3 separate regions of the Mus musculus genome follow, and regions 1 and 2 are each linked to region 3. Evidence: chromatin contacts called from public HiChIP or PLAC-seq and promoter capture Hi-C data. All regions are on one chromosome and are shown on one strand. The core of a region is the stretch at or near the end of the contact, and the rest is flanking DNA. Distances in the headings are between cores, read along the strand shown.

Region 1 (4,317 bases), core at 1,555-4,054, 2.7 Mb before region 3:
GAATGCATAAAGGAGACAAATTCTAAACATTTATCATTTTATAAATTTTCACAAAGTAAGCATATCCATTTTATTGGCTAACTGTAGTCTAGTCACCATTAATTTGACAGGTCTCACTATGTAGCCCTGGCTAACCTATAACACTATATGTACACATGACCTGTGCTGGCTGGTTTTGTGTGTCAACTTGACACAAGCTAAAGTTATCACAGAGAAAGGAGCCTCCCTTGAGGAAATGCCTCCATGAGATCCAACTATAAGGCATTTTCTCAATTAGTGATCAAGGATGGGAGGGCCCACTGTGGGTGGTGCCATCCCTGGGCTGGTAGTCTTGGGTTCTATAAGAAAGCAAGCTGAGCAAGCCAGGGGAAGCAAGCCAGTAAGAAACATCCATCCCTTCATGGCTTCTGCATCAGCTCCTGCTTCCTGACCTGCTTGAGTTCCAGTCCTGACTTCCTTGGTGATGAACAGCAGTGTGGAAGTGTAAGCTGAATAAATCCTTTCCTTCCCAACTTGCTTCTTGGTCATGATGTTTGTGCAGGAATAGAAACCCTGACTAAGACATGACCTCAAATTGAAGAGTTCCTTTTGAGCCTGCCTTCCTAGTGCTGGGATTAAAGATATGTGACACTACACCCCCTGCCCCATCTTTAATTAAAAAAAATATTTTATGCATCTTGGTATTTTGCCTGCATGCATATATATGTATACCACCTGCATACTTGGTGCTATGGATCCCCTGGAACTGGAGTTACAGACAGTTGTGAGCTGCCATATAGATGCTGAGAACTGAACCCGGGACCTGGTAGAAGAGCACCCAGTCCCAACTACTGAACCATTTCTCCACCCCATCTTTATTTTTTTAAGGTGATAATAAAAGTTAAGAATTAAAATGATTGTGACAAACAGGCAGAATGATAAATAGGAAAGAGTAAGGGAGATTAAATCAGATGAGGACACAAAGGCAGAAGTGGACAGATTCCTGTATAAGGAGCAGAATTCTCTATCTTCCAAACAGGAGGACAAATACTGTCCCAACTTGACAGCTGACTACTCTGTTGTTGGCCCTCCTCTAGTTTCCATGGTCTTAGTCCTACCTGTGGTAGTTTGAATGAGAATGGTCCCCAAAGGCTCATACATTTGAATGCTTAGTCATCAATGACACTACACAGGAAGGATTGGGAGGTGTGGCCTTGTTGGAGGAAGTATGTCATTGTGGGTGGGGTTTGAGGTTTCAAAAGTTCAAATTCAGGACCAGGACTCTTCTTGTTGCTTTGGGATCTAGATGTGGAACTCTCAGCGATGCCTCTGTATCATGTCAGCTTGTATACTCCCAAGCATGATGATAATGGACTAAACCTCTAAAACTGTAAGCCAGTCCCTTTTAATTTTTTTTTCTTTGTAAGAGTTGCTGTGGTCTACAGGGGAACGCCAGGGCCAAAAAGGGGGAGTGGGTGGGTAGGGGAGTGGGGGGTGGGTGGGTATGGGGGACTTTTGGTATAGCATTGGAAATGTAAATGAGGTAAATACCTAATAAAAATGGAAAAAAAAAGAGTTGCTGTGGTCATGGTGTCTCTTCACAGCGATCAGAACACTAGGACATTAGTTTTATTTTTTAAAGTCCAATAAATAAATAAGCAAAAGTTCAGTGATGCTATTATAAAATTGTCAGTGTACCCCACAACTTTAAAATTGACAACAGCTTGCAATCTATTGGAGCTTTCTTTCCCTTAATAGGCAGGTCAAGTTTGTCATCCATTTAAACTAGTCATCACTGGGGAACATCTGATGCTGGGTCTAGACCCAGCACATAAAATTAATAAAGATGTAGGTGAATGTTCAGAGACCCTTAAACCACTTCCCACCCTGTCTTATACAAGTCTTCCTCAGATCTAGATTCTGAACTATTTTCACCATCTAGTACAGTGGGTCTCAACCTGTGGGCCTCAAACCCTTTGGGGTCACATATCAGATATCCTCCACATCAGATATTTACAGTATGATTCATAACTAACAGAATGTCAGTTATGAAATAGAAACAAAATAATTTAAGGTTGGGGGTCAGCACAGCATGAGTAACTGTATCACGGGGTCACATTAGGAAGTTTGAGAACCACTGGTCTAGTTCAATGACTCCTTTTCTAGCTTGATTATTCTTTGTATTTCATGGATGTATTTAACGCACACTAACTTTTGCAGTTACCAGGTGCACATAGGGTCTGTTTTGTTTAGAATTTCTGGACGACTGAGCCACACTCATGATGAGCAGCACTGGGTTCAGGGCAAAAGCTCCACTGAACCTGAAGTTCCTTGTACTCAAAGGAGGCAACAAAGAGCATAGAGCTGCTCTGATTTCAGGAGCGTGCAGGCGCAGCTGGCCAAGGTCTTCTAAGAGACACCTCCCCAAGTGTGGGCCATCCGCACTGGCCGCTCCCACTACAAAGGGTAAACCCTCCGCATCCCGTCACCAGGGCAACCCTGCCACCCGACACCGATGCTGTCAATACCGCGTCCCCGAGCGGGCGCTTGAGAGGTGAGCGTGGCCGCTGGGCGCCCAGAGCTCCGGCACCCCACGGCGCCCACTCAAGCTGCTTCGCCTCCTAGCCGGTGGTGAGGCCTCCGCCGCCGCGCCCCAGCCGCACGCCCACTCGCCTCCCGCACGTGTGGGCCGTGATTGTCCCCGGCGGTATCCCTCCGCGCCCCCGCCTCGGCTCCCCCGCCCTCCCGGGGACCCTCGCCGGCTGCGCTGCGGAAGGATCGCACGCACGCGCGCGCACATCCCGCCGGCCGCGGAGAGCCGAGGGAGCTGCGGCGGTGTGAGACGGCCGTCACCAGCCCCGCTGCCAGCGTCGCTCCGCCGCCGGCTCCTGAGCCCCGCGGCCGCGGCCGCCCGGCGCTCCCCGCTGCGGGTCCTGTCACCGCCCGCCGCAGTTCCCCGGAGAGGGGCGGTCGGTGCCTGCGCAGAGCCGCCTCCTCCCCGCCCCCGCCCCGCCTCCACCGCCGCCGCCGCCGCCGCCGCCGCTGCCGCTGCTGCGCCTCTGCTCCTGCCGTCCCCGCTGCAGTGCGAAGGGCTCGAAGATGGCCGGTTGGCAGAGCTACGTGGATAACCTGATGTGCGATGGCTGCTGCCAGGAGGCCGCCATTGTCGGCTACTGCGACGCCAAATACGTCTGGGCAGCCACGGCCGGGGGCGTCTTCCAGAGCATCACGGTGAGGCCCGGGGGCGCCAAGCCGGCAGGTGTGCGGCGGGCCTCTGAGAAGGGGACGCCCGCCCGCGAGGAAGGGATGCGGCTAGGGCTGAAGGGAAGGGTACCGCCGGCTTCCTCGCCCGCCCGCGAGGAAGGGGATGCAGCCGGAGCCCGGTTGCGGGCAGCTGAGCCTGGGGATGCTGCCCGAGGCCGCGCGGGGGCGGGGCGGCCGGACTCTTCGCCCCGGCGGCGCCCCGGCTTGCGGCTGCCAGGGTGGAGGAGGGGACGCCTCCCCGGGAGGCCCTCGGCGTTCGGGGAGCCCTGCGGGCTGCAGTGCGGGTCCCCGGGTGTGGGCGGGGGGAATCTGGGCGGCAGGCTGGCCCTGGATCTGGTTCGGTTGTGAGCGCGGAATGTGGGAGGCGGCAGTGGCCGGATCCCGGGAATTAATGGAGTGACTTTGCGTAGGCTTGCGGGTGTCCAGGCCGCCTAGGCTGGAGAGAAAGGTACGCGGACCACGTAGGTGGAATGGTGAATCTACTTCAGCTTGTGGTTCTATAGTTTTTTTTTTTTTTCCTCCAAGATGGCGAACTGCCATTGATTTCTCTTCTCCACCTATAGAGATTCATCGATATACTGTTATCCCCAGTTACGCAACATAGCTCTAAAAAGGGGATGGTTTAAGGGTGATTTAAAAAAATCTGGGGAGTCGCTGGAGGGGGATAACACTTCTCCAAGTCACTCCCTCTTTAGTGATGGTAGTAAAAGAACTAATACCGATTTATGCTTCACGGTGCCTCCTTTTCATGTGACTTGATGGCTTTTGACTGGGTTGCCACACATTTGGAGAATATTCGTCAACCAGTCTCCAACACTGCTTATTGTTATGCTTGTTTCTATGCAATGCTCTTTAAGATTTTGACACCAGTATCAAGTACAGGACCATTCTCTTAATTTCTTTGCTCCCCACTCCCACTCCCTCCCCTACCACATAACAGAATTCAAGTCCCATATCACAGGTGCTCAGCATTTTACTACTTAATGTGGTTTAACAAATTAGTGTGGATTCAGTCTGTGACAGGAGTGCTTTAAGATCTCCTGTCCCCATGTGGGAGGCCACAGTTCCTATAGC
Region 2 (4,290 bases), core at 229-2,728, 2.5 Mb before region 3:
GGGACCTGGAGTCACAGCTCATGTATGGGTACTGGGATAGGACACAGCTAATCAAAGATGGTCTCAAAATTAAAAAAAAATGTGTTGGGGGCTCATGTGGGGGCTAGAGTTGGTTCTCTCCTTCTACCATGTAGTGTGTGGGATTCGAACTCAGGTTGTCAGAATTGCCTGAAAGGATCTTTTCCAGCTGAGCCACAGTTTTGTTCTCTCTTCTGTCTTAAAGTAAAAATGATGGAGTGGCTTGCATTTGTCCCTTCACCTTGCTGTTAGGTCACAGTTGTCTTCATTTTCCTGTAGCACTGTCAACTGTGGATTTAATTTTGACTTTTATGTCTCTCTTTAATATGGTGAGGCACAGTGCCTGCATTTGATACAATTCTGCTGACAAACTTCCATGCAGCCTTGGCTAAGCAAAGTGCTTTGCGTGTATTGCCTCATTTAACCTATCTAATAAACTTGTCTATTAGAATCTGTGGGTCGGGTAGGGGCTTTCTGGAATGTAACTTAAAAAGCAGCCACCCTTTCTTGGAGAGAAGGAATAGTTGAGCAGCTGGCAGTGGGAAGGGCAAGGCCTCCTCCCTCTTCCCGGCAGCTGTCTTACCAGGCCAGACCTCCTCTCTCCAAAGGCTGGGGTCTCCACCTCTGGCCCATGTCCAGTCGGGTGGGAGGCTGTGTGGCTTTTTCCGGGTCACTGGCACACCCTCTCTATCCTAGCCACCTGCCCCTGTTCCATTCCAGTTCCAGGCTCCCTAGAGCGACCCAGGGACATTCCAATCCTCCCACTACCCTCGCAAACGCCGCGGGAGGAGGGAAGGGGGCGCAATTGCTTGGCCTTCTAGAACGCAGCTTTGTCTCGGCCTTCTAAGGATTGATGAAAGGCTTGAAAGTTGGTAGTTTACAATCGACTCCTCGGTGAAGCCGCATCTTCAGCAACAGCGGCACTTTTTGGGAAACCGTCTCGCAGACAACTGAAAGCCAAACAGCCAAGTTGTCTCCCCAGCAGACCAAATATGGTCACAAGCGTTAAGCAGCCTTCCGTGGAAAGTCTGGCCTCGCGGGTGTCTCCCTGAGCCAGGGTGCGCCCCGGTCCGACCTCTGGCAGATCCGCGCCCCGTGCCACATTCCGGGTGCTGGGCGCTCCCCTTAAGACGAGGGCAAGCGCTCAGGACAGACTCATTCTGGGCCTTGGACCCTCAACCGAGGGCCCTCCGTTATTCTCCGATTTGGTTTTTGTCCATAACCCCTTGATTTAACAGGCTTGAACCATTTTCTCTTTGATCCCGCCCCAAGTCAGTGGTAAACTCAAAGGAATGCAGATAGGCGCTCGGCGGGAGAGGTCGGAGCGGCGCGGCGGGGCGGGGGCACGGTCTCTCCCGAGCTGCGAAGTGCCCAGCCCACCCCCGCCAGCCGGGCTAGGGTGGGAGGAGGAGGAAGAGGAGGGGCGTGGGGCAGGCTGGCTCCGGCCAGGAGGTCATGCATAATTCAACAGCTCCACTTTCGGCCCGCCTCTTTCCTAAGGGTGGGAGTTTGCTTCAAACTTTGTTTATGGGACAGTCCGGGAGCCGCGGCGGCTGCGCTCGTCTACGTCTTCTCTGTCGCCTCCTCGCGCAGTGGGAGCGCCCGAGGCCGGTTCCGGGGATGTAAGAGGATAAGCCTTCGGCTGCTGGGAATCCGCTCGGGATCTGCCAGCCGGGACCGGGTTCCAGCTCGTCAGTTCGGGAGGCGCCCAGGCTTGGCTTCCCCGAGTCCCCAGGTAGCTCCCGCCGCGCCCCGCACCCTCTGTGGCGTCCGGCTCTTAGACGACCGCAGTCGGGACGCCTGGGGTTGCCGGTGGGGGTATTGGGCAGGGGAAGCTGCGACTGGGTCTGGTGCAGGCACCCCCCCCCCCCTTCCTCCCGCGGCTGCCTGCTCAGGGGAGCTTCTCTGTTGCGGGAAAGTTGCATAATCTCGGAGGCCAGGGGCGCCCCCTCCCCCACCGGCTGGTCCCTGGACCCATACCTAACTGTCTCTAGGTTCTCTCTGTCCTTCCCCGGGACTACCCCCTCCTCCTCTGACTTGCACCAAAAGGCTGATCTGATCTTTCTTTTTTCTTGTAGAAAGATGAATCCGTCCTCGGTGCCCCATCCGCTCCCGCCGCCAGGGCAGCAAGTCATCCACGTCACGCAGGACCTGGACACCGACCTCGAAGCCCTCTTCAACTCTGTCATGAACCCCAAGCCCAGCTCATGGCGGAAAAAGATCCTCCCGGAGTCCTTCTTTAAGGAGCCCGATTCCGGCTCGCACTCGCGCCAATCCAGCACAGACTCATCAGGCGGCCACCCGGGGCCTCGACTAGCTGGCGGCGCGCAGCACGTCCGCTCGCACTCGTCGCCCGCATCCCTGCAGCTGGGCACCGGTGCGGGAGCCGCTGGAGGCCCTGCACAGCAGCATGCACATCTCCGCCAGCAGTCCTATGACGTGACCGACGAGCTGCCGTTGCCCCCCGGGTGGGAGATGACCTTCACGGCCACTGGCCAGAGATACTTCCTTAAGTAAGTCTGCCGGCAGTCAAGAGGGGCAAAGTTGTGATGCCCTGGACGCTCGTGTGTTCGTGGCGTGTGTGTGTGTGTGTGTGTGTGTGTGTGTGTGTGTGTGAAAGAGAGACAGAGACAGAGAGAGAGAGACAGAGAGAGACTGAGAGACTGACTCTTCCAAGGTGCTTCAGAGATCTGCTAAGATAAAAAAGTAGGGGATGAATCTCTGGGAGTTGTACTTGACTAGAACAGAGAACGTTTCATGAAGTGGAAACTGCTTAAGCCCTAAGAGATCCAGGCCATTGGAAAACTTAAACTTGGGGAAAGGAATTTTGAGCGACTTTGGCCTAAATCTGGGTCTTAGGCCCTTAGCGCCTTCACTTAAGTTAGCTAGCTCACAGCCAGGTGAGTAGGTGGTCTGGGTTCTTCAGTCACTCAGGAAAAGCAAACCGGAAAAGAACACAGTGCCTGGTGGGCTTTACCTCTCCCAGCTGATGACGTAATGACCACACAGCACAGTAATGTAATTACCAACCGCACTGTAAAGTAGTTATGGGCTGGACCAACAAATTGTGTGGAAATTGGGTCAGGAGTCTTATGTTACACTTGGTAACCTAAAATACCGTCACGGCAGGGCAGTAGTGTGCGTTGTCATCCTTCATGCCCTATCTGCCTAGCTTTTTGAGGTTGTGAATTTTACATTAGATCCAGCTTTTTGAATTAGATCGAACAGAGAAATGTATTCTCAATTGCTAGAGGGAGTTCTTGAGGGAAAGCCGGGGCTGGCACTTGAATTGTTATCAGAACCAGTGAGGTCATAGGGGTCAGGTTAGAAAAGGCCTCCGAAGAAGTTGTGGCTGAGCCATTGGTGTAGAATCACTTCAGCTCGGCTCGGCTGCGCTGCCTGCCCAAAGGGAAGACATCTAAGAACTTGTCTTAAACTTCATCTTACAGCCCCGTTCCTTTGCTGAAGTAGCCTTGCTTTGAAAGGCTCAAATGTAAGATAGCACGTACTATTTTAAAAAATGTAATGCCAAGCTCCTCCTTGGCATTAACTATCTTTGGTCCTTTGATTACCCTCTAAGAATGAGCGGATGGCAGTGGATGCTGTGGGCATATCTGAGACTCATCCTGGTTCCCAGCTCTTCCTCATCCCAAAGCTGTTGACATCACGTGCACTTACTTAGTTTTATGTGTATGTGTGTGCGCCTGGATGTATGTATGTGCACCACATACATGAAGTGCCTGTGGAGGCCAGAAGAGGATGTCTAATTCCCTGGGGTGGCAGTGTGAGCTCCATCCCCCTCCCCTAATTTGGGATTTCGGTGCTAGGAACGGAACTCCAGTCCTCTTCAAGAGCACCAAGTGGTTTTAACCATTAGCCATCTCTCCAGCCTCTTGGGGATATACTTTTTGTTGTATTTGTAATCTTTGTTTTGGGGCTTACTGTGGTGCTGGCATCCTGAAGATAACTCAATGGCTTTGGCACACAGTTGGTGTCTGGATTATTGAGCCATGCATGGTGTAGACACATGCTCAGGGCTTTGATTTCTAAGTGGAGGTTGAAGTCAGATATGCAATGTAATAGCATGGCGTTTTTCTAAGTCTCCAAAGGAAGATATTAGTGTCCGTACTGCATACATGTTCAAAATAGCATTGTGTATAAATGCAGCTGTATGTATTTCACCATGATTTTTTTTTTTTTTACCAATGTGAACTTTGCAATAAATACAAGTAGCGTCTCAGTAATTTTCGATGGTCCCTTTTGGCCGCAGAT
Region 3 (4,047 bases), core at 142-2,641:
TAAATATAGAATGATGAAATAAGGCTAATTTACTCATCACCCAGATATAACATTTTTAAAATGAAAGTAGCAGATTTTCGTCTCTCTCTGACGTGTACAATATTTCATGATCAACTATACTGAGCATACTGTACTAAGCTACATCCCTCACTCCTCCTATCTGGGTCGGGAACATGGGGGACTGATTGTCAGGGAGGGTTCAACTCTAGAACCATTCCAACAATTCTTTCTTGCTTGGGAACTGTATGTTTCAGATTGTACCGCGCACCACGTGGGCAACAAACCACATTCCTCAAAATACAGAGGTTTCCTGTTTCAAACAAGTCCTCCACAAACACAATTAAGACCATCAGGAAGGCACACCAACCAAGACCAGTTCCCTCAGAACTAGGAGCACTCATTATTCACTTAATTGCTTCTGAAAATTTTAAAACAGTTGCTAAATTCTTAGGTATCCGAGGGTCATTTCATCGATCAAAAACCGTTCCGTTTATAATACAACAAAGCAAATCTCGAGGATCCTTAAGCAATCCCACAACCATGGGGAATAACGGAACCAGCCGTACACTAGAGCAATAAAGTAGCCTCACAAAACCACACACACTCCCAGAGAAAACTTTTCTAGACCTAAAGTTAGGCCTCGGGGGTCCTTTGAGATGCTGGAAGCCAGTAAACTTGTATCCCAATTACCAATGCCCGCTCCATTCACTGCCAGTGTTGTGGCTCCTGGCGCTTTCAGCTGCCAACGTTGGACAAGCTGTAGAGGAGCAAGAAAGCCAGTGGGGTTTGGAGAGGGAACAGTGGCGGACGCACACTAGGGATCACCAGAGATCAGGGATGGGAGGATCCGAACCAAGGGACAAGCGAGGATCAGGGATAGGTAAACGCACACCAAGGATGCGCGGGGGCGCAGGATTGAAGGACCAGCGCCGGGGATAAGAAGGGACCAAGGATGGGAGGGCCAGCACCAGGGATGCGCGGGTTCCTGGGGCAGGAGGATCTAGGACCTGAGCGCCGCTCCCCGGGCCAGAGCTGTAGGAGACGAAAGATGGGCGAAGGCTCCTTCAGTACTAGCTGGAATAGCCTCAGCAGGACTTCTGGAAACTTCCTTGGCAGAAGGGCTCTCAGCAAGATGCCGCCTGGACCCGGGCCGCAGCCCCCACCCCCGCTGGGCGTCCCGGGGTGGACCCGGCTCACAAAGCCCCGCGTGACGCCCTCTAGGTCCGGCCCCGCCCACGCGTCACCACACCGGCGCGGAGCTGAGCTTCTGCCCACTCTGACCTTCCAAAGGCGCACGGGTAGCCAGCGGTCCGCTCCGAGCCCGAGAGCCCACGGAGAGCGCGCAACTGCAGGCCCCACACACCCTCCGGCCTCAGCCAGGCCCAGGCCACGTCGGACCGCGCCTGCGCACTCCGTACCGGCTGCCCTGGGGCCGCCGAAGGGACCCGCAGTGCCACGGCAATGACAGCTTCCGGCCGCCAGGGGGAGACCTGGGTCGGGCACTGAGGATTGGGAGAACAAATGGTTGCCTGGAACCTGGGACCTTGCCTGACCTGTGCAAAGTGTTAAATCTGTGACATAAAAACAAAACAAACTAACAAACAAAAACCTCACAAGGCTGGGGGCTGGAGAGACGGCTCAGCAGTGAAGAAGAGGTCATTATTTTTTATTTGCTCTGTAATCCATAAAGAACACACCATAATAATTTATAAGTGCAACAATTAAAAGTGAATAAAAGATTTGAGTAGATCCTTCTTTAGACAAGATATACAGACCACCAGAAAGAATATCAAAAGATAGTGAATCCGCCGGGCGTGGTGGCACACGCCTTTAATCCCAGCACTCTGGAGGCAGAGGCAGGCAGATTTCTGAGTTCGAGGCCAGCCTGGTCTACAAAGAGAGTTCCGGGACAGCCAGGGCTATACTGAGAAACCCTGTCTCGAAAACAAACAAACAAACAAACAAAAGATAGTGACTATCACGAGTCTTCAGGCTAACTCAAATCAAAATGAGATGTAACTTCTGTCTCATTAGAATGGCTGTAATCAAAAGATAAGCAGAAAAGGGTTTGGCAAGATGGTTTTTTTTCCGGTCCTCCTGCCTTACTGGTGGGAGTGTTAAGTAACCAAAACCAGCCCAGCAAAGTCTACCCCTAGTTAGAATTGTTCATAAAATTATCCATTTATCTTGATTCAAATAATTCAGTCGTTGTAAAATTCCTTTCCCTCTCTTGACACCACCTGTAATCACCTGGGTAGAGTCCCGATGAGAGATGGTCTGCGTTAGGTTGGATGTGTGGGGGGTGTCTTAAGTTAATTGATGTGGCATGACCCAGCTCACTGTGGGCAGCACCATTTCCAAGATAGGAGGCCTTGAAAGAATGGAGAAAATGCACTAGGCACAAGCAATCAGGCAGGCAAGCCTGAGTTAATTCCTTTCTCCCTGCTCTTGACTGTAGGTGTGATATATCTAGATGTTTGATTTCCTGCTTGACTTTCTCATAATACTGGATTATAACCTGGACCAGTGACCTGAGTTAAACCTCTTCTTATTCCTCTGAATCATAGCAACAAATATAACTAGGACACACTCCTATTTATTTTGTTTAAGTGAATCAGGTAGGATTTTATAATGGCATCCTGCCTTTATTCTTTAACTGCTTTCAAATCATATGCTCAAAATCATTTTACAATGTCATATCTAGTGTGTGTGTGTGTGTGTGTGTGTGTGTGTGTTAGACAAAGAATCCCTCCATTTCTTCAGGCAATAAAATTAAGTCACTTGTCTACAGATCTACTTGCTACCAATTATAGTTACTCACACACTCAATTTCTAGGAAATACTTCAAAATGGCTTTACAAAGATTGACAATTTGGAGTGATTGGGACCAGGTATTTCCAGCATGCAGTGTTCAAATTAATGTCTTCATCCTCTAGTGGTATCTAGATGGGACACACACACACACACACACACACACTCACACACACACACACACACACATACTCACATACACTCACACATACACACACACACTCACACACACACACACACATACTCACATACACTCACACATACACACTCACACACACACAATCACATACACTCACACACACACATACTCACATACACTCACACATACACACTCACACACACAATCACATACACACACACAATCACATACACTCTCACACACACACTCTCTCTCTCTCTCTCTCTCTCTCTCACACACACACACATACTCACATACACTCACACATACACACACACACACACACACACACACACACTTGCAGCCATTCTCATCCCTAACCTAGCTTCAGCAACAGGGAGGAGAGGTAGTAGGAGAGATGCTGGGACCCCTCCTTCTGGGGAGGAAATCCCTCTCAACTGCTGGCCATGGACCCTGCTCTTGGCTGTAAGCATCTGGGGTAGTTTCCATTTCAGTGACATTAGAGAAGGGGGAAGGGGAGAGAAGGAGTGAGGGAGAGAAAGAAAGACTAGATTCAAATGCCAAAAACGTTGCTGTTCTTATTGAGTTTTAGGGATTTTTTGTTTGTTTGTTTTGTTTTTTAAGGGATGTTTCTTCATTTGCTGCATTCTATTAGGAACTTTGTAGAGACTTAAATTTAAAACAATTCCCCCCCTTTTTTTTTTCTGGGGTTTTACAGAGCCACAAAATACCACAGTGTCGTATATTTTAATGGCTTCAATGAAAAGTATGCAGCATATGTAAAATTAGGGTAAAAGTTTTATCTGAGGCTTTTTATCCTCTTTGATCAGTTTGATATCTCTGATTAAGTATTACCATTGCATTTTAAATGGTCAGCATGATATGGATGACTTGGCTAGCAATGAGGGCTCCTACTTTGCACAGGCTGCTTCTAAGCCAGTTCCGGTTATGTGCTCTGTGGTCATATGTATTTTGATAAAAATCCAGGGGCTCTTACCAGTTACAACTCTCCATTTTCTCATCCTCACTGATGAGATGGATGTGGGGATTCAAAGAGTGGACAAGTTAAGTTGGATACATGTTTAGTCTTGGTTCTG

The links. HiChIP or PLAC-seq counts read pairs in DNA pulled down with a chosen protein or histone mark. Capture Hi-C pulls out chosen DNA fragments and counts their contacts.
Region 1: a contact with region 3 is called in a promoter capture Hi-C map of liver, with 5 times the contacts expected there. The contact joins the promoter of Pfn2 here to the promoter of Spg20 in region 3. A contact is called at or near these places in 1 of 115 datasets of contacts at active chromatin or transcription factors (astrocytes) and 1 of 9 other capture datasets (liver).
Region 2: an H3K27ac HiChIP or PLAC-seq map of embryonic stem cells shows a contact between it and region 3, with 9 times the contacts expected there. The contact joins the promoter of Wwtr1 here to the promoter of Spg20 in region 3. A contact is called at or near these places in 1 of 39 promoter capture datasets (liver) and 3 of 115 datasets of contacts at active chromatin or transcription factors (astrocytes and embryonic stem cells).

The regions. Positions count from the first base shown.
Region 1 is chr3:57,846,244-57,850,560 of GRCm38.p6, reverse strand. It overlaps Pfn2 (profilin 2), which reads left to right and starts at 2,804. Exons shown (of 3, transcript NM_019410.3): 1 at 2,804-3,210. The coding sequence starts at 3,079.
Region 2 is chr3:57,573,064-57,577,353 of GRCm38.p6, reverse strand. It overlaps Wwtr1 (WW domain containing transcription regulator 1), which reads left to right and starts at 1,478. Exons shown (of 7, transcript NM_133784.3): 1 at 1,478-1,753; 2 at 2,097-2,531. The coding sequence starts at 2,101.
Region 3 is chr3:55,109,452-55,113,498 of GRCm38.p6, reverse strand. Spg20 (spastic paraplegia 20, spartin (Troyer syndrome) homolog (human)) reads right to left here and starts at 1,391. Exons shown (of 9, transcript NM_144895.2): 1 at 1,282-1,391.